Regions from separate parts of the Mus musculus genome. Here all the other regions are linked to region 2. The links are chromatin contacts, called in public promoter capture Hi-C and targeted proximity ligation maps. All regions are on one chromosome and are shown on one strand. The core of a region is the stretch at or near the end of the contact, and the rest is flanking DNA. Distances in the headings are between cores, read along the strand shown.

Region 1 (4,652 bases), core at 337-2,836, 1.3 Mb after region 2:
AGAGCCTCCATCCGACATGGTCCCTTCCCCCAGCCCTGCGCATGGGCCTGCTGCTTGTCCTGCCTGCCCCTCCCAAGGACCCCTGTCTTTTCTGTTCAATCTCAGGGTAACTTCCTCCCTTGTCATCTCAGCCATGGCCCTGGAGGACGGTCCTGCCGGCTCCAGCTCTGCTCCTTATTTATTCTTCCAGCAGGGGGCCTTTCTTCCCTGAGTTCAGGGCCTGTGGGAGTGGTGGCCTGTCTACCCAGCCCCAAAGCCAAGAACACTAAGTACTTGCTGTCCCCTCAGCACCTTTGCCCTCCACTCCCGGCCGTTGCTTCTGTATATAGAGAAATAAGTTATTGGCCGTGTGTCATCCTCTCAGCCCTCCTCTCAGTCCACGGTATTCCCGGGCCACCACCTGCCTCTCTCTTATCCAGTGGTACCGCCCAGGCCTTAAATCACCCCGTTCCCAGTGGTGGTATCTCCCAAGCTTCAAGTTCTGGGACCAGAGCCTCCCAAAAGGGGTCCCTAGACCTCTTCGCCTGGTCTTGGAGGGATTCGTTCCACTCCATCTTGCAAATGCCCAGACCCTCACACCACAGGGCCCTGTGCTGCTTCCGGGGACTTAATGCACTGTCCTCCCCCACCCCGCCCCCACCCCAGCCCCTCCCAGGCATGGCCTGACCCCACCCTGGGCACAGCCCATTGAGCCATCCTGCCACGCCATCCTTGCCTCAGCTTCTGATGTCCCCCTTCCTCCCACACAGTAGGAGGGGCTACCCCATTTGTTGGGTAAGGCAGTCACTCTCTATTTTCAGATGTTGCTGTAGAAATAAAGACGATTTGAATCTGAACCGGGCTTGTTTTGAGGAGTCCCAGAGCCCCTGAGCATCCCTTGAGTCGGGTGGAATCGGGAGAGGCTGCGGGAGTGAGGGATACAGGATACACACGCATATCATTCCCTGCCCTCGAGGCTGGAACTAATACTCTGCCATTATCCTGAACTGTTTGGGGGGGATGCTACAGATTTTGGGGTTGCACCTAACACATGCCCTTATGGGGTTCTAGACAATTCTGCCTGTTATGACTTCTTAATACGTTCTTGGACTGAGCTTCCTGAGATGGTTTTTCATATATGTAATACTAGTGATCATATAATCCTGGTACTAAGGCTGCAGTGTCCATTCCACGAAGAACACTGAATAAGTCAAAATTTTCTGGTCCTAAATACGCTACACCTTTTAGTTTCAATCTGCGAACCGAGAGGGTAAAAGTGGCTGCCCACCTCAGAGGCGAAGTATACCTACCTACCCCGGTACTAAACAAGATCCAAACTTGCAGATTAGGTAGCCCAACGAAGATTTTTTTGTAGCTGGGTCGGTTCAGTGATTGGGAAGACTACAGACCCCAGAAGGCCGTTCGCGGGTGGCTTCTGGAGAGTGCACGGCCGCTCTGTTCCCTGAGTTGCGCCTGCGCAGCAGTGGCAAGTCGAATATCCATGGAAACTACAGGTTCCGCAAGGCAGCGCGGCGCAACCCGAGTCGGAAGGATTTGCGCCTGCGCGGCGCGGGCGGGGCCTCTAGGGCGGAGTGGCAACCATCTTGGAACGGGAGGCGGAGCAGAGCCGACTGGGAGCGACCGAGCGGGCCACCGCTGCCGCCATGAACCCCGAATAGTGAGTGAGCCCCGCCCGCGCCGTGCGGCGCAGCCTCGATCCTGTCTATGGGGCTATATGCTTGCCGAAGTTGTCTGGCCTTGGTCAGAACTGCGCGGCGCCCCCACATCCGGGTCCCTCTTCCGCTGACCCCCCCCTTACATCCGGGTCCTGCCCCTCCCCCCGGGATCCCCAGGACCCCGACTCAACACCCCGAGTTCTGCAGCCCGAGGCCCGGAGGCTGCAGCCTGAATGGGCAGCACTTGGAGCCCGCAGCACCAGCCCTCACAGGCCTTTTTGGTTAGGTGACCGTGCAGATTTGGTCTCCCTGAGCTTCAATTTTCCCACCTACAGCTTGACCAAGGGCAGGCGGTTTGGAGCCCATCGCTAGAGTTTCTGATCTCCACAGTCGAGTACTTTGAGTTGGGCTGTGAACCTCTCTGCCTTTGCCTTTCTTCTGGAGCCTCGGTCCCAGGGCTGGCCTAGAAGCTAACAAGACAAGAGGGGACCCCCAAGTCCCTGTTTGATTCACATCCCCTGCAGATCCTTTCCTCCGAGGCTACCATTTGCCCTGCTTGGGTCGTGCTGTCATGGTGCTCCCGGCGGTCTGTTCTTTTCTGTCCTCTCACCTTTGCTCGGGCCTTCAGTGCCACTGTCAGCTGGCTTCCTGTCACACTGCCAAAGAACTTTAGGTGAATGTGGAGTTTGCTTGCTCCCTTGGAGTAGAATTTTTATTCCTCAAGCCCAAACCCTTTGGAGTAGATGGCCGGCATGCAGTTTTGCACCCACGTTATCTTCTTCCCTGTCTCCACTTCCTTTTTCTTCCCCAACTCGAGGCCTCAGATTTCCTTGAGGAGGCTCGAACTCAGAAGTGGGCTTAGGAGGGGGAAGCTACCGGCTGGCTGTCAAAGAGCTTGGAATCTGACAGGCCTGGTTTCCAGTCTCACAGTTTTCAACTGCTTAGGGCAAGTCACCTCCCTTCTGTGACCTCTGGCTTCCTCAGTGGTTGGAAATAACACTCACCCACTTGTGTGCACTGTTGTGAGGGTTTAGTAAAGGGTGATTTCAAGTGCTTCACACAGGGTCAGTTCCAGTTTAGTATTGACGGCTGCTTCCATGGCCACTTGTTGACTGCCTCCTGTTAGTGTGACTTCATCTCAGGCTCTTTCACATTTGTTTTTTGTTTTGGATTTTTCAGACAGGGTTTCTCTGCAGCCCTGGCTGTCCTGAAACTCACTCTGTAGACCAGGTTGGCCTAGGACTCAGAATTCTGTCTGCCTCTGCCAAGAGGCAAGCACCGTCCTCCCCTCACCACACACAGACACACACACACATACACACACTCACACACTCACTCATCACCTCCCATTCCAGCTTCATATTTATTTTGACTTTATGGGTCAGGTTTCCCTTTTGGGTCCTAGACTGGCATACTGTATGGCCTAATGTGATTTTCTTAGTTTTTACCAAATGATACCACATATCTCTTAGCAAACTGTGCTAGCTTATTGGGGGCTAATAAGGGTCAATTTTTTTTACTTACTTTTGTCCCTTTTTCAGAACAGTAGAAGGCTCTAGTGAGCACCGTAGTAGACCAAGCAGAAGTATGCCTTACAGTCCTGCTGTGCTTAGTGCAGGAAGGGACAGGGGAGGACTTCCTGCTTGCCTTCATACCTTCCCATCTTCTCTCGCCAGTGACTACCTGTTTAAGCTGCTTTTGATTGGTGACTCCGGCGTGGGCAAGTCGTGCCTGCTCCTGCGGTTTGCTGTGAGTAAGAAGCACCCCTCTATTATCCACTTGGGGTTCAGGCTGCCACTGGGAGGAAGAAGGGGCAACTCAGAACTCAGTGTAGTTGCAAGTCCTAAGAACCAAGAGTGAGGCTGCTGGAGCCGCCACAGCGAGGGCCCAGGCCTTCCTTGCAAGTTGGGGAGCTTAGAACCTCGCCTGGCACAGTGAGGAGCACAGCAGGGCAGGGACCTGTCTGCTCAGTCCGTTTCACCAGCCACAACCTTTCAGGATGACACTTACACAGAGAGCTACATCAGCACCATCGGTGTGGATTTCAAGATTCGAACCATTGAGCTGGACGGCAAAACCATCAAACTGCAGATTGTGAGTATGACCCCTCTCCAGCCCTCAGGCAAAAGTGGCTTCCTCGGGGTGGGAGTTCTCCCGTGGCTGACCTACCCTTTTCCTCCTGACTCGTAGTGGGACACAGCTGGTCAGGAGCGGTTCAGGACCATCACTTCCAGCTACTATCGCGGGGCTCATGGCATCATTGTGGTGTATGACGTCACTGACCAGGTACCGCTTGCAGCCTTGCCTCCTTAGCCTTGAGTTTTGATTCTTGCTGCTTTTCCTGTTTTCATTTTCCTTAAGCTTTCTAGAAGGGAGACACTATATTGAATCGCTCCATAAAAAGGAAATGGATCCTACCAAACCCTGTCATGGAGTCTTGATAGAACCAGGCTTCATGGCTCCTGCCACTTTATTCTAGACTTTCTAGACTACCATGTTTGGTGACAGTTAATCAGCTGGTTGGTTGCTCTTGGTTCCATGCTTCCTGTCTCCAGATTCGAGGAGCAATTGGAAGGCTTTAGACAACACGTGAAGGAGTCCGGTGTAAGCAGAGATTCTGAAATCCTGTATCTGCTGTGGTGGCTTCAGTCATGTGTCACACTGGCAGCAGCCAACAATTGTCCTGAGTGTGTCTTACAGCTTATAGACACTGTAGCCTTTAGATTTCCTTGGTTGTTTACCCCATTAAATGTGAGTTTCGCTCTGTTACCAGCCTGTCCCAAATTCCTCAGCTTAAGTGGTCCTGAGGTCCTGGGCAGCCACCACTGTGCCTAGCTTCTAATTGGTTGTTTGTTGTTGTTGTTGTTCTTTTGGTTACTTTGAGACAGGGTTTCTCTATGTAGCCTTGGCTGTCCCAGAACTCAATCCGTATAGACCAGGCTGGCCTCAAACTCAGAAACCCGCCTGCCTCTGCCTCCCAAGTACAGGTGTGCGCCA
Region 2 (4,706 bases), core at 1,996-4,495:
TGCTGGGCCAGAGGGATGGCTCAGGGAGTTGCCAAGCCTAAGTTTGATACTCAGTATGTACATGATAGAAATAGAAAACCAAGCCCTGCAGGCTATCCTCTGACCCCTGCATAGGTACCATGATGCACATACACACTAAAAGGAATAAATGGATGTAAAACCTATTTGAACACCTATTGCTGACTAGGAGCTTTCCAAGGGCCTGAAAAATACACCAGATTGAAAAGTTCACCGTCAGGAACACATTAGGTGCCTACTAAATACAACTGTGGCTACTATGATTATAGTCGTCAAAATCCTCTCAACCAATCCCTGAGACATGTCTCAGTCATGCAGATGGAAACATACCCCTTTTACAGATAAGGGAAACGAGGATCACTGGTTGGCAAAGCGCAGGCCTTGAAGCCTCGCCCTCCTCCACCCACACTGAACAGTGTCAGTGTCAGAAAACGACAGGGAGGTCTGCATTACTGAATGAATCTCGGCGAGTGCACAGGCCTATCAGTGTGGAAGCAGCCAGGACAGAACTACACCAACAGATGGAACCACAAGGGGTGGGTGGTGTGTGAGGACACACTTCTGGGAGTCCCCGTGGGGGCTGAGCGGGAGCTTGAATTGAAGGGACGGACATTATGTCTCCAGTGTCGGGCAGGCAGAGAGAGCCTTGTGTGGAGGACAAATGCTGGGGCCGAACGGCAGGTTCTGCAGAAGGCAGGCCAAAGCTGGCCTGCAGTGACTGTGGTCACCATCAGGTAGGAGTAGGTTTAAGAGCTTTCTGGAAGTCCATTAGTGACAGGAGTGTGACAGAGAAGGAACTTAGGTGGGAGTCACGGGTTTGGGTCAAGGCAAAGAGGATGTGCCCACCTTGTGCCCTAGTGCACACACCTATAGACCCGGAGCACAATGCTTAAGACCCAGACTGGCATGCAGTGCGTGTGATATGGCAGGCAGGGGTTGCTGTGTCTGGGAAAATGTGTAGGCGTGGGCGTGTGTGCCCAGGAGAGGAAGCAGTGCATGCCAGGAGGGCAGGTGGGCCTGAGTTCATGAACAGTGGCAGATGCTGTGCATCTCTGAGGGGAAGGACTGTCAGGCAGTGCTTTGTCAGGAGACCCGGGGGCACTCAGGGGTTCTATGCGTGCTGTGTGCTCAAGTAGGGCTCCTGGAGGAGGTCCCTGAGGCAGGCAGGAGGTGGCAGTGTCTCTGGGCGGGGAGCGTGGGCGGTTTGCTGCCAAGGAGTTGTATTGTATACGCAGGTGTGTGCGCCTTGTGTAGGTGTGTGTCTGGGCGAGTGCCACCAAGTGTGTGGATCAGTGTCGGGATGTCTGTGTCACTGGCAAGGGTAGACAGAACAGAACAGAAAAGACGGAGCCTGGAGAGACACGGAGGTCCCCGGTGGCTATTCTAGAGCCCTGTCCCTTCCTCTCAGGAGCAGCTGTCATGTGGATTCAGCCAAGGAGCAGCTTCTCAGCAGGCACTGCCAGCTGATCGGTCCCGCCCACCCCTGTGCTGCTGAGGATGGACAGAGTCTGAGCACACTTCCCTTAGCAAAGGTAAGGGGCCTCCCAGACACAGACCCTACTCCCTGAGGCTACAGACGAAAGTTGCTCTGGCTCTGACATATCCATCCCTGAGCCATCCCCAGGTTTGGGGTAGCAAGCTGGGACCTGAGTAGCTGAAGCACCTACAAAGCCGGAGGCCCTCCATGTAGTTAACTGACTAGCCGACCTCCCCTCCTCTCTTTTTCCTTCCTGCTCCCTTCTCTCTCTTTTTCTAGCAGAAGACAGAGGATGTAAAGCTCTCCCCCAGAAGGAACGCCCAGACACTGAGAAGGTGGACGAGAGGGAGGGGCAGGAATGACTAGAAGGTCCTTGTCTACCCCACCCACCCACAATATGTGCAAAGAACGAGGGTGTTTGAAAGCCGGAAGTAGTCAAGGGGGCTGGAGACCCAAGACCCACCCCCTCAGATTTTCTTGAGCACTGTGGAGCTGGGCACCCTTTCGCTGTGGAGCACCAAGGAACTACCCCTCCCATCCCTGCCGGTTCATTAAGGCCCTGGATGCCTCAAGAGGGGGTGACGGCAAAGGCAACTGGAACAGCCCAATAACCCCCACAAATCCAATTTCACCTCCAGGAGCCCACCCAGGGTCCTTGTGGTCATACCCCCATCCCAAAGAACCCAGGCAGACTGCTCCTCCCTCTGGGGGAGAAGGCTGGAGCATGAGAAATGGTTCCCACCTCTTTGAGGTGGAGGGATAAGCCCAGGGCTCAGAAGACTCCTCTACCCTTCCAGTACTCTGTGACCAGAGCCCCACCGCTGCCCTCAAGTATATTCTCAGCCAAGCAGAGCCTCCTTCGACCGGTTTCCCTCTCTGTCACCCCCCAGCTCTCCCCAGCAAGCTTCTCTCCTCTCCCTCAGGCCCCCCATCTTGTCCAGCTCTTCCCCGTCACAGACTCATCTATGCCTAGAGCATCCTGGCATCTTCCCCTCTGCTCCCTCCTGATAACCTCCTCTCCCCTTGGCTCCCATCCCCCAGTAGTCTTTTCTTCAGTGGTTGCCCCCAGACCTCCCTCTCCACTTCCCAAACCTCTCTCCAGCCTGCCTCCTCTCCCACTAAGACCAGTGTTTCTCCCCTGCAGACCCTTCAGACCACAACAGCTCGCAGCTTCTCTGGTCCATCACTGCTTCCAGCTGCCAGGACCAGCATAGACTGGGACCTCCCCCCACCCCTATTTCAGAGCCCTTCTCACAGCCCTATGGATGCCCCTCCTTCAGACCCCCTTCCCCCATCGACCCTCCCTCACCACCTTGCATTCGCCCCAGCTCAGGGCCAATGCCCCTTCCACAGGGAGTCCCCCAACCTCCCCCAGCGGCTTCGCCTCCTCGCTGTCACCCAGCCAGCCCTCTCTGCTCGGCGCCCCCGCCCCCCAATCCGTCCTTTCTGCATCCGCCGCCCCCTCCGACCCGCTCCCCTCCCCCGATTGGCTCCCGCCCCCCACCCGTCTCCGCCGCAGCCCCCCCCCCATACCTGGTTTTGGGGGCGCCAGGAGCTGAAGGGTAGGGATCCGAGCCTAGAGACCGCTGGGTCTACGGCAGGTAACAGATCCTGGGCCAGCGATATCGGCTGCCTCGCGCCTCCTGGTCCCCGCCGCGTCCCCGCCCGCCCCGCCGCGGTGCCGCTCCGAGGAGGATGCTCTGAGAGTCAGGGCGGCTGCTCCCGCCGCCGCATCCCTGCAACACCGACTGACGGCAGCATCAGCACCAGGACCCGCCCCCCAAGCACACGCATTGGGCCACGCAACACTGACGGACGAGTGGCACAGCCAATGCGAAGATGCAGAAGCCGCCAGTCCCGCGGCTCCATGACCCGCCTCCCTCCTCCGCGAGGACCCAGGCGTCCCGGCCCCAGGGCATCCGAGCCCTTTCCCACCTCTCTGGACCTTTGCCCGGACGTCCAGGCCTCTTAACCCAGCAGGTGCTCTCCCCAGGCTCGGGGTCTTGGGAATCCAGGTACCCTAGCCCCTTCTACCTTTGGTTGGGTTGTTGGATCCCACACCCACCCGCCCCTGCCGGCGGGTCCCGAAGATAGTGCCCAGGGCTGGGACAAACCAAAGGAGAGGACTGAACCCCGACTTGAGGCACCGAGAGAGCAGGACCCGAGCAGGGCCTTGGCCACAGCGCCCTCTGCTGGCTGAGTCTGGGGGGGCTGGCCTGGGCTACCCGGAGCCAAGGAAGCCTCTCCCACCCCAGGACTGCTAGTGGCTTTTCCAGTCGCTCGCAGAGACCCTACCAATCACTGTCTCTGTATCCTCTAGCTGGAAGCCTCCGGAACTGAAGAGCTAGGGGCTTTTCTGAGATAAGGACGAAGCTTGGAGGTTGGCAAGATTCTAAGCTAGAGACAGTGGGGTTTCCCAGCCCAGACTCATGGGAATCCCAGAGTTTGGAACCAGCTTTCCACCCCTGTGGAAGGCTTTTCTGGGGTAGGAAAAGGCTAGTGGTGGGGTGGAAGCTACCCACTCCCTGTTACTGAATACAAATCTAGTAGAATCTTCCCTTCGAGCTCCTACCCTTAGCTGTGAGTTTCAGAGTGTGGTCCTGGCGTGCAAGTCTTCTGCAGTAAGAATGTCTGCATCGCCGTGTTTGTGTCAGAGTGTGAGGAAGGAACACCCCTCTTCATTTACTCCACCGAGAAAAGGTAGATCCAGCGCCTAGGTGTGTATACCATTACCTAAGTTGGACACAAGGCTTCTCAATGAGACAGTGTGCCGGCGTGGGTGTGGCCGTGGGTGTGTGGCAGACCATTTTGCCAGTTCTCTCCAGGCCCCTGATTTCTGTTACAGGGCCTGTGATCTGCACAGCTGGTAGCAGTTGGCATTTCCTTAGCCAGAGGCAATATGCAAGAACACACGTCCAACCACTAATGTATGCAGATACACATGGGGGCACACAGCCATGCACACCTATTCATGTGTGCCCAGCGTTTCCAAGAAACACAAAGGGACACTGCAGAGATGCCCCACCATGGTAAGTCACCACGGGGGGTGGGGGGACACACTCGATCCATAACCTGCATACTTGTGCATACACAGGTACCTGCACACTCAAGGGCAAACACACACCCAAGTGACTCACAGGGGACCTGCCCATGGAGTCTCCCTGGTCGTCGGTAGGTACTTTGCAGAGCAGTCAATTCCTGAGTTAATGAA
Region 3 (4,404 bases), core at 1,650-4,149, 1.4 Mb after region 2:
TCCCTTCCCTACCCCCTCCCTTGCCCCTTTCTAGAACCTTCTCCCCTTCCAACGTTCCTTATCCCTAGTCCATCCTCCTGGAAAAATCCAAGGATTCCTCCCTTGAGCCCAATTTTCTTTCCAAGCTTAACTAATTCCTAGAACCGAGGAGTCTTGACAGCCACACCTGTAAATAGCCCATATGTATTCTCAATGAGGAGGATGACAGCATCGGGATGCCATTCTCATCTATCCCGAGGCCCAGCTCGGCTTTGATGTCACAGGCAAACCACGACCATTCTGAGTGGGAAGGCAACATTCAGCACCACGGACAGCGACAACATCCCCCCCCCCCCTCCCCCTTCCAGGTCTGCTTAAATTGCTTGGAGACCAGCTGTGGACCCAGCAGAGAGATGCAACTTATTGTGGAGGAGATATCAAGAACGTCTCCTGGCCAGGGCTTAAAGCACCTGTCTGTGAGGAAGACAGGGCAGAGATGAACCCCAGAGATAGAATGGTTGTCTAGCATACACAGAGCCCTGGTTTCATCCTCAGCTTTGGGAAACTAATCTAGAAACTCCATCTTGGATTTGCATATGGAAAGAGAATCCAAAAACCAAGGGAAGAGAATGGAACAGGGAGTGGTGGTGTTGAGTGGGGATATCAGAGTTAATAAGGATGAAACATGCCAGAGAGAAATACATCCTGAAGAAACCATTTCTGTCACCCATAAGGTTGGAAACAGTGTCTTACAGACACACACCATTTTCTCCATCTCAGCTATACCACTGGCTGGCTACATGGTTGTATATGTAGATGCTTTCTATCTGAACTAAAATTGTACAAAATATTAGGATAGGGGCTCTACAACCATGAACCTCTCCCCGCCCCTCCCCGGCATTACTAGGGAGTGCACTCAAGTCTTGAGCATGATAGAAGTGTGAACTCCTACTAAGCCATGGCCCTGGTCACCAAAGTACCCTCTTCCCATACCCCCTGCTTTTCACTCCACGTTGCCTCTCTTGCTATCACCCCTTTCCATGAAGAACAGGGGTTTCTTGACCACAAACTTTTCTCCTTGGTGTCAAAGTTCATCTCTAACTTTCTGCAGCCAGTTCTGTCCCTCTCTCCCAATTTTTTTTTGTTTTTTGTTCTGTTTGTTTGTGTGTTTTTGTTTTTTGAGACAGGGTTTCTCTGTGTAGCCTTGGCTGTCCTGGAACTCACTTTGTAGACCAGGCTGGCCTCGAACTCAGAAATCTGCTTGCCTCTGCCTCCCAAGTGCTGGGATTAAAGGCGTGTGCCACCACGCCCGGCTTCCCTCAACTTTTTAAATGGTCTTGTTTTTCAGGCTCTAAAAGTGCTTTTATATGTTCCTACTCTAAATGAAATTTTGGGCAAAAAGTTTCTCTAGTCCTTTGTGAAATGGTTGTGGGATAAAAAAAGGGCTCCCATACCCTGTGTAGACAGCAATCGCATGTAAGTGACTGAAGAAAGGTGTGTGTGGGGGTGTGTGTCTGGAGGGGTGGGGTGATGCAAAGGCCACACTACAAAGACAAGCCTGACATGACAGGTAGTTAAACCAAAGGTGCAAATTAGAGGGGTGGGGGTGGGGGGCGCCCACAAAGCCGAGATAGACTGTCCAACGCTCAATGAACGAAGGAAAAAAAAAAAAAGAAAGGTGTATGTTGTGCGCTCACTCAGTGACAAGTGCACAGGCAGAACGAGGAGCCCTGGAGCTAAAGATGGAGCAAGAATTGAAGGGAGATGGGGAGGGGACTCTGGCAGAATTAAAGGGTCTTGGGTAGGTGCAGCAGCCACTGAGGGCACAGCAGACCCTGGCTACTTGGCAGCCTCCCCCTCTTCCCGGCTGAAGCAGTGGGGAGAGCTTTCTAGAGCTGTGCGGAGGCCGGTAGGCCCCGCCCGCCGCTGCCGCCGCCGCAGCCGCCGGAGGATTCCTGTCCTAATATGGAGCTGGGATTCCCCCGGCCCCGCCCCCGCCCCCCAGCCCGCCGGAGAGACTGGGGCTCGCAAGAGGGCGGGGGAACAGCTCGTCTTGGGGGCTGACAAGCGGGAGGGGATCGTGGGAGAGGTTCAAACACACATCCAGATCCTCACCAGGCCCTGGGTCTTTGCCTCAGTTTCCCCGACAGGTGGCTAAGATGAACTAATAGAGGAAAAAGGAATCCCTGCAGATCACAGTGGAGATGTTTGTGTTCCTATGGTGCTAAGGAAATATGATCAAGACCGAATTCAAGTGGTCTCTTCTCCACAGGACCACCATTCCACCCTATCCTGGAGATTTAGACCCTCAGGTCAGGGCATGGAGGCGAAGAAGGAATTATTTATTTGAAACTGGCTAAGGGACTTTCAGATTGAATAGACCCCAGAAAAGACCCCCAGTTGTGACCTAGCCCCTCCCCAAAAGCCAAGGAAAGTCCCTCATGTAATTTCGACCCCTGCCTGGCAGATGGCGGCAAATTGGCAGAGGACCAAGCCCCTTCTCATCCTTTGCCTCCTTAGAAAAATCTATGTTGATAGCAGCCTCGCTTTGCCTTCTACAAACTCTCTTGTTAAGGGCTTCAGACCACCCTAATCCATGTACTGTTCCTCCTCCTAATAGAATGTAATGGAAAACCTGGGTCCCTGCACCCCATTCCTGGCTCTGCACAGCTCTTGCCAGCCGGCCCCCTCTGCACCCTCCCTTCTCCCCCTTCCCCCGCCCCCTCCCTCTCCCGTTCGACGTCACGGGATGACGTCGGAAGTCTGGGAGGGAGGAGGAGCACCCCCCCTCCCCAGCCAGTGGCTCCCTCTGCAGCTTGCTTTAGCCCAGCCTCCCGCCTCCCGCTGCCCCCCCCGTCTCTAAAAACGAGCCCCCCACGCCTGTCAGGAGCTATATAAGGCGGATCGAGGCAGGCGAGGGGGGCAGCGCTGCCGAGCGGAGCCCAGGAGTGGAGCGAGAGCGAGCAAGAGCCTGAGCGAAAAGACCGGGAAGCAAGGAAGAGGAAGCCTCCGGTGCATCGGGAAAGGATCGCAGGTGCTCGGGAGCCGGAGCTGGAGCTCCACAGCCGGCAGTCATGTACCGATCCACCAAGGGCGCCTCCAAGGCGCGCCGCGACCAGATCAACGCCGAGATTCGGAACCTCAAGGAGCTGCTGCCGTTGGCTGAAGCGGACAAGGTCCGGCTGTCCTACCTGCACATCATGAGTCTTGCCTGCATCTACACTCGCAAGGGTGTCTTCTTTGCTGGAGGTGAGCAGCTTGGGCTACCGGAGACCAGAGCTGACGGGGACCAGGGATGGAGGAGCTGAGGGAATGTGCTAAAACTGCCGCTTGTCTAGCACAGCGTGCTGGAAGCCTGTGGAGAGAAGGGACTTGAGGGGACCCTGGACTTCCTACTTTTTCTTCTGAGCTCCATCTAGACTAGCCTAAACGATAGTCCTAGCACTGGATTTGTGTGAGATAGAGCGCTAAAACAGAATGGTCCAGGCTCCCATTGCCTCAGAGGCACTCCAGGAATCCGGGGAGGGTACGGAAGGAAGCCTGGCAAGCTACAGGGAAAGCCTGCAAAGGCAAAGTATGAGGAAGAGTAGCTTGTGCTAGAAAATGCTGAGAGGGTCTTTCTATGCGCTCTGGAGCTGTTCGACGTCCTGAAGCCATCACCCTTTCTGGCGCTGCCCGCGGTGCTGAAATGGCCATAGCCCCTTTTCGCAGGAGCTGTCCGCGGTGCTGAATCCCAGTCCTTTCGGGAGAGCTCTGTCCACAGTGCTGACAGCAGAGGGCTGCTGAGGTTCCGGCCAGGCTTGGAAGTCCAGGGGCTCCCTGGCTAGATAGTTTTAGCAACAGGTCTCCTGGCCAAGATCCACAAGCATAGGGTCAACAGGTGTTGGCAGAAATAGGTCTATGGGAATTTCCTGTGTCTTCTCCAAGACTCAAAAGATGTTCTCTTTATTTCTGTGTTGTCCCTGATTCTTATCCTGACTCACCACATCTTCTCACCCTACAGGCACTCCTTTGGCTGGCCCCACCGGGCTTCTCTCTGCTCAAGAGCTTGAAGACATTGTGGCAGCACTACCTGGATTTCTCCTTGTATTCACAGCTGAGGGGAAGTTGCTATACCTGTCGGAGAGTGTGAGCGAGCATCTGGGCCACTCTATGGTGAGTACTAAAAGTCCTTGCATCTCAAGTTGGGGTATATGTGAGATAAAATGAGCCTCTCACTACTGAAAACAGAGTTATTAGAGGCGAGTGTGGGGGAGTCTTCCCTAAGAAAAATCATTGGTTGCAGATAGGCTCTTGCTGCCTTCACTAATGATCACTTCTCCTTTCTAGGTGGACCTGGTTGCCCAGGGCGACAGTATCTACGATATCATTGACCCTGCTGACCATCTCACTGTGCGCCAGCAGCTCACCATGCCCTCTGCTCTG
Region 4 (4,408 bases), core at 134-2,633, 1.8 Mb after region 2:
GATTGAGGGACTTGGAGTAGCAACCGCATGCATTCCTACTTTAAAGCTACTCAATAGGACTTGTGCGTTGTACTTAGTATGTGCACATTAGCCTTTCCAGAGAAACGTGCATTCATTGACTCAGGAGGAATCAGCCAAGGCAAGACTCTGTAAATCTGCACCTGCGAGGCTGGGGATGTAGCTCAGTGTCAGAGTTGGTTTGCTTGTCAATACCGAGTTTGATCCTCCTCTGTGTTTGTTCTTCCAAAACTGGATCTACTACGGATTAGTGATGGTGGTTCCCAACCTTCCTGACGCTGCCACCTTTTAATACAGTGCCTCGTGCTGTGGTGATCCCCAACCATACAGTTATCTTCAGTGTTACTAATTAACTGTCATTTTGCCACTGTTATGCACCACAGTGTAAGTATCTGATGTGCGACCCGCAGGTTGAGAACCGCTGAGCTAAAGCATGTTCACGAGTGTCTAATTCCAGCACTTGGGTGTTAGAAGCAAGATGATCACTTTAAGGCTAGCCTGGGTTTCAAGAGAGTCTGTCTGAACATCAACAACAAAAAGCTGCCTCTGTAGTAACTGCCTAGAACAATACCAGAGAGAGATTGAGTTGCTTATTGCCCGAAGCAAAGCTTAGGTTCAGAGAGGAACTTGAAATGCATATCACCTAGTTTGGGCGGAAAGTTAGATGTCGCCTATCATGGGAGGTCAGGTACTGAAATGTTTTCATCCGGAAAGGTGGAGCGGGAGAGTTAATTTAGAACGATACCCCTGCCCCAACAATCTCTGTAGCATTGGCACAAATCTTCGGGAGTAAGATGAAATGGGCTTGTTCTCTCCTAGAATCCATCGGGCAAGCAGAAAACAAGAGGCCCAAGAGGGGCAGCCCCAACCATGGCAGGGAAGAATCGCGAGTTCTGGGCTCAGCAAGAGACCGGAGCCCGCCAAAATCCGCCACGCGCGACCGCGAGCTCACCGAGGTCTCCCTCACTGCTAGAGGATCGCAGACCCAAGCGGCCCACGGCAGGGCCCAGGCGGCAGAGGCAGCTAGCCCTGCGGGCGGCCTGGAGGTACCGCAGCGAGAGCAGGGCGGGTGCGGGCCTGAGCTACCACCGCCGGGTCCTCACCACCGCCTCCTCTGCTCCCGCAGGACTTGTGGCTACAGGAGGTATCCAATCTGTCCGAGTGGCTGAATCCGGGACACAGGTCCTAAGCATTCTCTCTGAGACGCCCAGCAAGCCAAGGAAGCCCGGGACACGTGTGTCACAACTTCTGTATTTCAATAAAGCCGTTCCAAGCACAAAGTATCAACTATCGTGCAAGGGGAGGGGCGCCCGGGGGACCCGACAACTCGCGCCGCCGCCTGACGTCACCTACGCCGTCGCGTCACTGCCGCGCGCCACGGGTCCGGGCGTGATGGCGGCGCTGGGCGGGGACGGGCTGCGTTTACTGTCGGTATCGCGGCCAGAGCGGCAGCCCGAGTCAGCCGCGCTGAGCGGCCCGGGCTCGGGGCTGTGCTGCTGGGTGTCTGTGTTCTCCTGCTTCAGCCTCGCCTGCTCCTACGTGGGCAGCCTCTACGTGTGGAAGAGCGAGCTGCCCAGGTGCGGGGGATGCGCGCGCGGCCGGGATCTGCGCCCTCGTGGGGCGGGGCTGCGGGCGGAGCTTGGGCCGGACGGGGGTGGGGCCGCGTTGGCGTGGTTGCTGCAGGCCCCCCGGAACTTACTGTCCCTTTTCCTAGGGACCACCCCGCTGTTATCAAGCGGCGTTCCACCAGTGTCCTGGTAGTGTCCAGCTTGTCCCCTCTTTGCGTGCTGCTCTGGAGGGAACTCACTGGCATCCAGGTGCGAAGGAGGTGGGTGGGGCACAGGGCAGCTAGGGGAAGAATCTAGAATTTTGTGGGAGGGAACATCACTAACGCCCCCTTTCCTGTGGCTCAGCCAGGCACATCACTGCTTACCTTGATGGGCTTCAGGCTGGAGGGCATTTTCCCAGCAGCGCTGCTGCCCCTGCTGCTAACTATGGTGAGTCCTGCTTTATTTTTCCAACTCTGTTGTCACTAGTGTAATGACGTGCCCTGCTTGGGTACAGCTTTTGGCAGATGGAAGACAGGAATTATGATGTGGCCCCCTAAGCTTCTGGTGTACATGGCTGGGAAACCCTAGAACTCAGGAAACCTGAGGTCTGGTGAGGCTGACCAAGGGCATAGGTGTGGGCAAGGTCATTGGATTGTGGTAAAAGGCTTTCATTTTATGTTTGCCCCCCCCCCCCAGATCCTTTTCCTGGGTCCACTGATGCAGCTCTCTATGGATTGCCCTTGTGACCTGACAGATGGGCTGAAGGTTGTCCTGGGTGAGTCTTCAAGACTGAGGAAAAGGTAGGCACAGGCAGTCCAGAACACTGGGGAAAGGAGTCAGTGAGATGGTGTGATCTGGACTGAAGAGGTGAGATGTCACCTCTCAGCGTGTGTTTCCACATCAGTAAAATGGATTACATTGCTGAGTACCCTGTAAGTGTGATACTCAAGGAGGCCTGTCTGGACCACAAACAGCACTTGATATGGGCCAGACAGCATCTTCCCCTGCTCTCTCATCATTTGGCTTCCCCAAAGATTGGCCTTGGTAAAATTTGGGTGCCTCTGGAATTTTCTGTGACTCCCTCATCTACTGCTGCCTTCCCTTCCTGCTGCCAGCCATCTCAAGCCGTTGTAATTTGGTCTGATAAGGCTTGTTCCCTTCCCCATTCTGATTCCCAGGATCTCCTAAACTGAGTTTGGCTCGAGTAAATCTGTGGGAGAGGGCCCAGATGTCTCTAGTAACCAGGCACTCACTGCTTATCCTGAATATTCACTCTAGCCCCTCGTTCTTGGGCCCGCTGCCTCACAGACATGCGCTGGCTACGAAACCAAGTTATTGCACCGCTGACAGAGGAGCTGGTGTTCCGGGCTTGCATGCTGCCCATGCTAGCGCCGTGCACGGGTCTGGGCCCTGCTGTGTTCACCTGCCCACTCTTTTTTGGAGTCGGTGAGTCTCGCCCGTCCAGCAATGACGTTCCCAGCATGAGGGCTAAAAATGGGGCTTTGGGTGAGGGGAGCTAGGTAGAAAGCCAGAGGCATATGTGGTTTTCACCTTCCTCCCAGCCCATTTTCACCACATTATTGAGCAGCTGCGCTTCCGCCAGAGCAGTGTGGGAAGTATCTTCGTGTCTGCAGGTGAGGCCTGGAGAGCTGCAGAGGCAGTCAAGGGGTGGGGTGCTCTGATGTCCCTCATAGACACTCTGCGGAAAGGGTTGGAGACTGAGCTATAAGTATTGGACGGGGCCCACTAATTATGGAAGGTGGGGTACAGAGAACAGCCACAGATACTGGGCAGGCAGCCACTGCCAAGGGGACTGGGTGGGCTCTGGCTGTGGGATGTGCACGGCTGGGGTAGGGTGGGCATGCAGTTGTGGTCACTCGCAGCCTCCATCTCCAGCGTTCCAGTTCTCCTACACCGCTGTCTTCGGTGCTTATACAGCTTTCCTCTTCATCCGCACAGGTTGGTCCTCGGCCTTTCATGGGTCTCCAGGGGCCCACAGATGTGGGTGGGAGAAGGGGGACACTGTGGATGCAACTGTTTCTTTTACCACATTCCTAGAGACAGTCTAAGCCAGGGCCCTCAGCTTCTTAAGATCTGAGAGGTGGAAGCAGAGGTTATAATATGGGGGCAGATGAGTATGTGGGGTGGGGGGGGTCACTAACTAGAAGGGCCAGTGGGGGGGGGCGCTGCTTCACATGTTGTGCCCTCTCTCTCCAGGACACCTGATAGGGCCGGTTCTCTGCCACTCTTTCTGCAACTACATGGGCTTCCCTGCAGTGTGTGCAGCCCTGGAGCATCCACAGAAGTGGCCACTGCTGGCAGGCTATGCCCTCGGTGTGGGACTTTTCCTGCTTCTGCTTCAACCCCTGACAGACCCCAAGCTCTATGGCAGCCTTCCTCTTTGTATGCTTTTGGAAAGAACAGGGGCCTCAGAGACCCTACTGTGCTCCTGACGATCACTCTTTTGTGCACTCCAGTGAACTCTGACGGGCTCTCCAGCTCCTCCTTACCAAGGAATACTGCAAGGGAGGGACTGGCTGGGGTCCCCGAGATCTCAGGAATTTTTGTAGGGGATTGAAGCCAGAGCTAGTTGAATCCCAGGGACCAAGAGAAAGGAGCAGATATCCAAAGGGTGCAGCCCCTCTCGAAGGGGGGATGAGCAGCAACTGGAGGTGAGGGGACAAGGGCAAATCCTAGGAGCTGTGGACTGACGCTTCCTTGGCTCCTTTGCGTCCCCCCTTTCCCCTTGAAAAGCTGCTCGGTGGGTTTATTTATAAAACCCCTCCTCTCAACTTCCCAGGGTTTTCTCATTGTCTTTTTGCATCAAGACTTTGTATTGG
Region 5 (4,461 bases), core at 1,893-4,392, 1.4 Mb after region 2:
GAATGTGTTCCCTAGTGGGAAGGCCTTGTTTCTAAGTGGACCCAGGAAGCTAGAACTGGGCTTTCCTCAACCTATTCTTACCTCTTCCCCCTATTATCTTCTATGAAGGCGATAGACCTACAACCCTAGGGTGGCTGCATCCTTGGCGATTCCCTGCCTAGACCTCTGGGCAACCTATGACCATGAGAAAGAACGTTCAGAAGAAAGTTCAGAAGAGCAGACCGCTGGAGACTCCTCTCTCCCCTAATCTCCAGCCCCATCCTACCTGAGATTCCCAAACTCCAGCTGGACTCCAGTTCATCAGAGACCCTCACCTCAAGACCTTCCCCCAGATTTTTGTTGCATTTTAATAAAGTGGGGGACAAGTATGGACTTTCTCCCTTATCAAACCTCCAGGCCACTCAGCCTGCTGTGTAACAGAGGGTAAGTAAGGCCCTGCCCTCTCCTGTCTCATTTCACTGAAAATTACGAAGCATATCTTTTCTGAAAGGGGTCTTATCTCACCTAGATAAATGGAAGGTCCCTTTCCCCCTGAGGCCTCCCAGACCCTTCCCTCAGGCATCAGTGGGGATGATGAACTTTGGGTGAGGTTGGCACCCCATTTATTGGAGAAGATCCCAGCACCCACCCCTTGAGGTCCTGGAGTCCTGGTGTGTCCTTTGCCATGGATGCTGGGCTCAAAGAACAGAACCTCCTCTGTCAGCTGGGCAGCCCCCATAAGTCCTTGGTGTGGTCTCAGCCATGTGTCCAAAGCAAGTCCTTTTCTTCTATCCCACAAAGGGGCATCTGCACCCCATCACACACTGGTTCTACAGGTCTGTACCCCTGTAAGGCTGCCTCTGGGGGGCATGGGTTCTGTTGAGCTCTTGTTCCCAGCATGTGTGACCCAGCGATAGCAGTCCGTGATCCGCTTGTTGGGTGCGTGGGAGCCACAGCGAGTGCAGTACACAATGCCCAGGGCAAGCAGCACCACCAAGAAGACACATGTTGGCACCAGGAGTGCCACCAGCAGCCAGCGGTCATCCCTTTGGCTTTGGCCTGCAAGACCTGACTCTGCCAGGGCTGTTGGAGCTGCTGTGGAGGGCACCGAGGGCAGCTGTGGCACTGATTTGGGACTGGGAACTCCTTCCCTTGGGACTAGAGGGGCTCTGGAATAGGAATGTGTAGGGCTGATAGATGAGGTCTGGTTAGTGGGCCTCTGAGGGGGGAGGGGAGAAGAAGGGAAGGCTGGGGGCTGGTTGGCAGCAGGCACAGGAGTTTCATGGACAGAAGACCTGGAGTTGGTAGGAAGAGGGGGCTGGAGAGCTGAGACAGAAAGCTGGGGGGCCTGGGTTCTGATACCTGGAGCATCTGGGAGCAAAGGGTGTTGATGGGCTTTAGAAGTGGTATCCCCAGGATCAAGGTGAGGGGGGACTGGAGGCAAATAAGTGATAGTGTGGGTATCTGGAGACATAGGGGCCTGGTGGGGAGGGAAGACTTGGGGATAGTTGGTTGAGATAATGGGGGGCTGGTACGGAGGAGACCGTGCTGGGTGAGTGGCCGAGGTTATCCCAGGCTTGTGGCCAAAAGGCAGGTCTGGATAATTGGCCTTGATTTTGGGGATCTGGTGCTCAGAGAACACAGCTGGAGGTGTGGCAGGGGCCATGGCAGGTGGGTGGACAGGGCTCAGGGGTGGGCGTGTAGCTGAAATAACAGAGGTCTTGTGGGCAGAAGGTAGTGTGGGTCGAGTGGCAGAGATCACCATGGGCCGTGTGGCAGACACCACTGAGGAGTGGTAGGGGCCCCTGGGGGCACTAAGTGGGGGTGGCCAGGTAGGCTCCAGGTGCAATCTCTGAGGCTCTCCATCCTGTGGGAAGTTGGGCCTATAGGGCAGGCCAAAGTCAGGTGGATGTGTAGGTGCCAGCCATAGGATCCCCTGTTCCTCTGTCCAGGTGCCATCAAAGTCCTCCCAGGGCTCCTCTTCATCCTCCCCTTCTTCTCCATCATCCAGCAACTCATCTCTGAGATCCTGGGAAGCCTGGGCACCCATGGCTCCTGCAGGGCTACAGCTGATACCATCTGCCTCAAGCTCGTGACCCTCGCTGCAGTAACACTCAAAGCCACCAACATAGTTGACACACATCTGCTGGCACACACCAGCAATCTGGCACTCATCCGTGTCCACGCAGCGGTGTGGATCATCCTCAGCTGGCCGGAAGCCAAGGCGACAGTGGCAGCTATAGCCTTGTGGCCCTCCAGGTTCACACTGCTGCTCACAGGGGGCCTGGGCACAGGGGTCTTCACAACTGTGCCCATCTGCTGCTAGACGGAAGCCTTCACTGCAGCGGCAGGACACAGCACCGTCCACCTCTTCCACACACTCATGTTCGCAACCCCCATTGTCAGGACCACAGCCAGTCCCTGGGCACAGCGGGCCAGTCTGGGACCAGCCCACGCCACCTGAAGGCTGTTTCACGCACAGCAGAGAAGCTCCCCTGCCAGCTTGGCACTGCACAGCTGCCACGGAGCCAAAGGGCAGCCATTCGAACTCGCTGGAAACCAGGTTGAAGGGTGTGGTGTAGACAGCGGGACCGGCCTGACCCACCTCAAGCGGCAAGGCAGGGCAGGCACCCTCAAAACCAAACTGGCAGAGGTAGCCATCGACAGCCAGTGTGCACGAGCCTTCGAGCCAGCGATGCTCTCCGCTGGCCTCAAGGGCTGCACAGCGCTGGGCTGGGCAGGGTCCTTCCGTAGCCGGCTGGGCCCAGTTGGTGAAGGCGGTGTCCTGGTCTCCCGTGGTCCATATGAAGCCCCGCAGTGGGCGCTGCGGCTGGCATTGCCTAGCCTGCCGCTGCAACCCAATCCATAGCAGCCCGTTGGCCGGCCCGACCCCCACCAGGCTGTCCACACGCTGGGCCTCCTCTGGGGTCCGCGGTGTGGCCAGGTTGCCCCCCAATTCGCGGCACGCCCGCCAAGCTTCCAGGAATGTGCGGCGCCGGGGAAAGAGCGCGTAGCAGCTGCTGGGGCCGCACGCGGCTCGAGGCTCCGGCGTCCAGGGGACCTGGCCCAGTGCGGGCACCGCGGCCACCCAGGCCAGCAGCAGGCGCAGCAGCATCGCGACGCCCCCCGACTGGCCCGGCTCGGGCCTGCCGCTGCTCTTGACAGGGGGAGGGATCAAGGCCTCTGGCGGGAGGGCCGGGGGCGGGCCCGGCGGACTCACGCCTTGTAAGGAGTGGGCTGGGGCCGCTGCCAGCTCCCCTGCTAGCTCCCCGGGGGCTGCTGGAGCAGGAAGCAGTGGGGTGGGGGGGGTTCTGGGGTGAGAGGCGAAGGGCAGAGGAGGGGGGAGGTACAACTAACGGGCTACCTCAGGCGTTACAGAGCTGAGAGTCAGGGAAAAGGGAACCTGTCTGTCTGAGAAGCATCCCCAGTCAACCCTCTGAAACTTCAGCGTTGTTTGCAGCTAAGGCAGCTGGGGTGAAGCTGTCTTCCAGAGAGACTCCCGAAAGCCGGGATCTGGATTCACCAGTATCAGTATACTGGCTGCATTCTGAGCTCAACGACTTGATCGGGCCAGCCCTTTCTCATCACACATATGTGAACGACTCCTTCCAAGCCTGGCAAGAGCATCTTCTCTGACACCCTATCTAAGGCCGCCAAACCCCAGCCTCACACACGCAGCTCTCCTGACATGCTGTGTATGCCCTTAGGTGGATAAGCTAGGATGATGTGGCCTGCTAAACGGTCTCAACGATGAGGCCCCACCCATTCCTGCCTGGGCCCTGCGTGAGAATCAACTTGATAACCTCCTTGAGAACCACCTCAACCAGACACGTATTTGATGAGCCCTTCGCTCAGCCTACCTCACTCCCAAGTTTTTTTGGCTCCAGCAGGACCAGCATTAGGGGTTAGGGAGGGGGGAGGAGGCCAAGGCCTGCTCTCTCCTTACCCTGGCTCAGTCAGGGGCCCTGGGAACCTGGGCTTAGAGCGGGAGGAGGCTGCCCCCTAACAGGAAATGCCTCTCCAGGCTTCTGCTGCAGGAAGGCAGGGTGCATGACTCTGGGCTCTGTGGAGACTGAGCTCTGCTCAGGGTGAGCACGGCTGCTATGAGGGGACCTGTGCAAGACCATGTATGGGCATGGGGACACAACAGGATAGTAAGTGTGACACAGGCATCACATTGTCCTCCTTACTCCCAGGGTCCTCTTCCAGCCCTTCCTGGAGGCCTCTGGAGGTTTGCACACTGGGCCAGGCACCCAGGGTGGCCCTGGGATTCTGTGTGAAGGATTAACCCCTGCATTCTCTTTTTACCTTTATTTATTTATTTATTTATTTTTAAGAGATGGAGTTTGCTCTGTTGCCAAGGCTATTCCAAACTCCTGGATTCTAAGTAGCAGGTACTACAGTCACCCAACACCAGGTAATCCTTTTATACCCTTGGGGTTTTTTGTTTGTTTGTTTGTTTGTTTTGGTTTTCTGAGACAG

The links. Promoter capture Hi-C pulls out the DNA fragments that hold promoters and counts their contacts. Capture Hi-C pulls out chosen DNA fragments and counts their contacts.
Region 1: a contact with region 2 is called in a targeted proximity ligation map of pancreatic cancer cells. A contact is called at or near these places in 2 of 39 promoter capture datasets (liver and pre-B cells), 1 of 130 datasets of targeted methods (pancreatic cancer cells) and 1 of 9 other capture datasets (liver).
Region 3: a promoter capture Hi-C map of neutrophils shows a contact between it and region 2, with 3 times the contacts expected there. A contact is called at or near these places in 2 of 39 promoter capture datasets (liver and neutrophils).
Region 4: a promoter capture Hi-C map of liver shows a contact between it and region 2, with 4 times the contacts expected there. A contact is called at or near these places in 1 of 39 promoter capture datasets (pre-B cells) and 2 of 9 other capture datasets (adipose tissue and liver).
Region 5: a contact with region 2 is called in a promoter capture Hi-C map of liver, with 4 times the contacts expected there. A contact is called at or near these places in 1 of 39 promoter capture datasets (liver), 1 of 130 datasets of targeted methods (pancreatic cancer cells) and 1 of 9 other capture datasets (adipose tissue).

Annotation. Positions count from the first base shown.
Region 1 is chr19:5,103,930-5,108,581 of GRCm38.p6, reverse strand. Rab1b (RAB1B, member RAS oncogene family) reads left to right here and starts at 1,586. Exons shown (of 6, transcript NM_029576.3): 1 at 1,586-1,657; 2 at 3,332-3,404; 3 at 3,654-3,749; 4 at 3,846-3,941. The coding sequence starts at 1,644. It overlaps Klc2 (kinesin light chain 2), which reads left to right. Exons shown (of 16, transcript NM_008451.3): 16 at 1-836.
Region 2 is chr19:6,417,295-6,422,000 of GRCm38.p6, reverse strand. Nrxn2 (neurexin II) reads right to left here and starts at 3,245. Exons shown (of 23, transcript NM_001205234.2): 1 at 3,029-3,245. It overlaps Gm14965 (a long non-coding RNA gene), which reads left to right and starts at 3,239. Exons shown (of 3, transcript XR_879495.2): 1 at 3,239-3,510; 2 at 4,341-4,524.
Region 3 is chr19:4,988,466-4,992,869 of GRCm38.p6, reverse strand. It overlaps Npas4 (neuronal PAS domain protein 4), which reads left to right and starts at 2,899. Exons shown (of 8, transcript NM_153553.5): 1 at 2,899-3,228; 2 at 3,983-4,134; 3 at 4,309-4,404. The coding sequence starts at 3,054.
Region 4 is chr19:4,622,620-4,627,027 of GRCm38.p6, reverse strand. Rce1 (Ras converting CAAX endopeptidase 1) reads left to right here and starts at 1,383. Exons shown (of 8, transcript NM_023131.2): 1 at 1,383-1,595; 2 at 1,733-1,835; 3 at 1,932-2,015; 4 at 2,265-2,343; 5 at 2,847-3,014; 6 at 3,131-3,202; 7 at 3,465-3,527; 8 at 3,786-4,408. The coding sequence starts at 1,411. The coding sequence ends at 4,021. It overlaps Gm960 (predicted gene 960), which reads left to right. Exons shown (of 15, transcript NM_001033447.3): 15 at 838-1,187. The coding sequence ends at 1,187. It overlaps Mir6986 (microRNA 6986), which reads left to right and starts at 3,073; the gene lies at 3,073-3,130.
Region 5 is chr19:5,066,759-5,071,219 of GRCm38.p6, reverse strand. It overlaps Cd248 (CD248 antigen, endosialin), which reads right to left and starts at 3,142. Exons shown (of 1, transcript NM_054042.2): 1 at 580-3,142. The coding sequence starts at 3,094. The coding sequence ends at 797.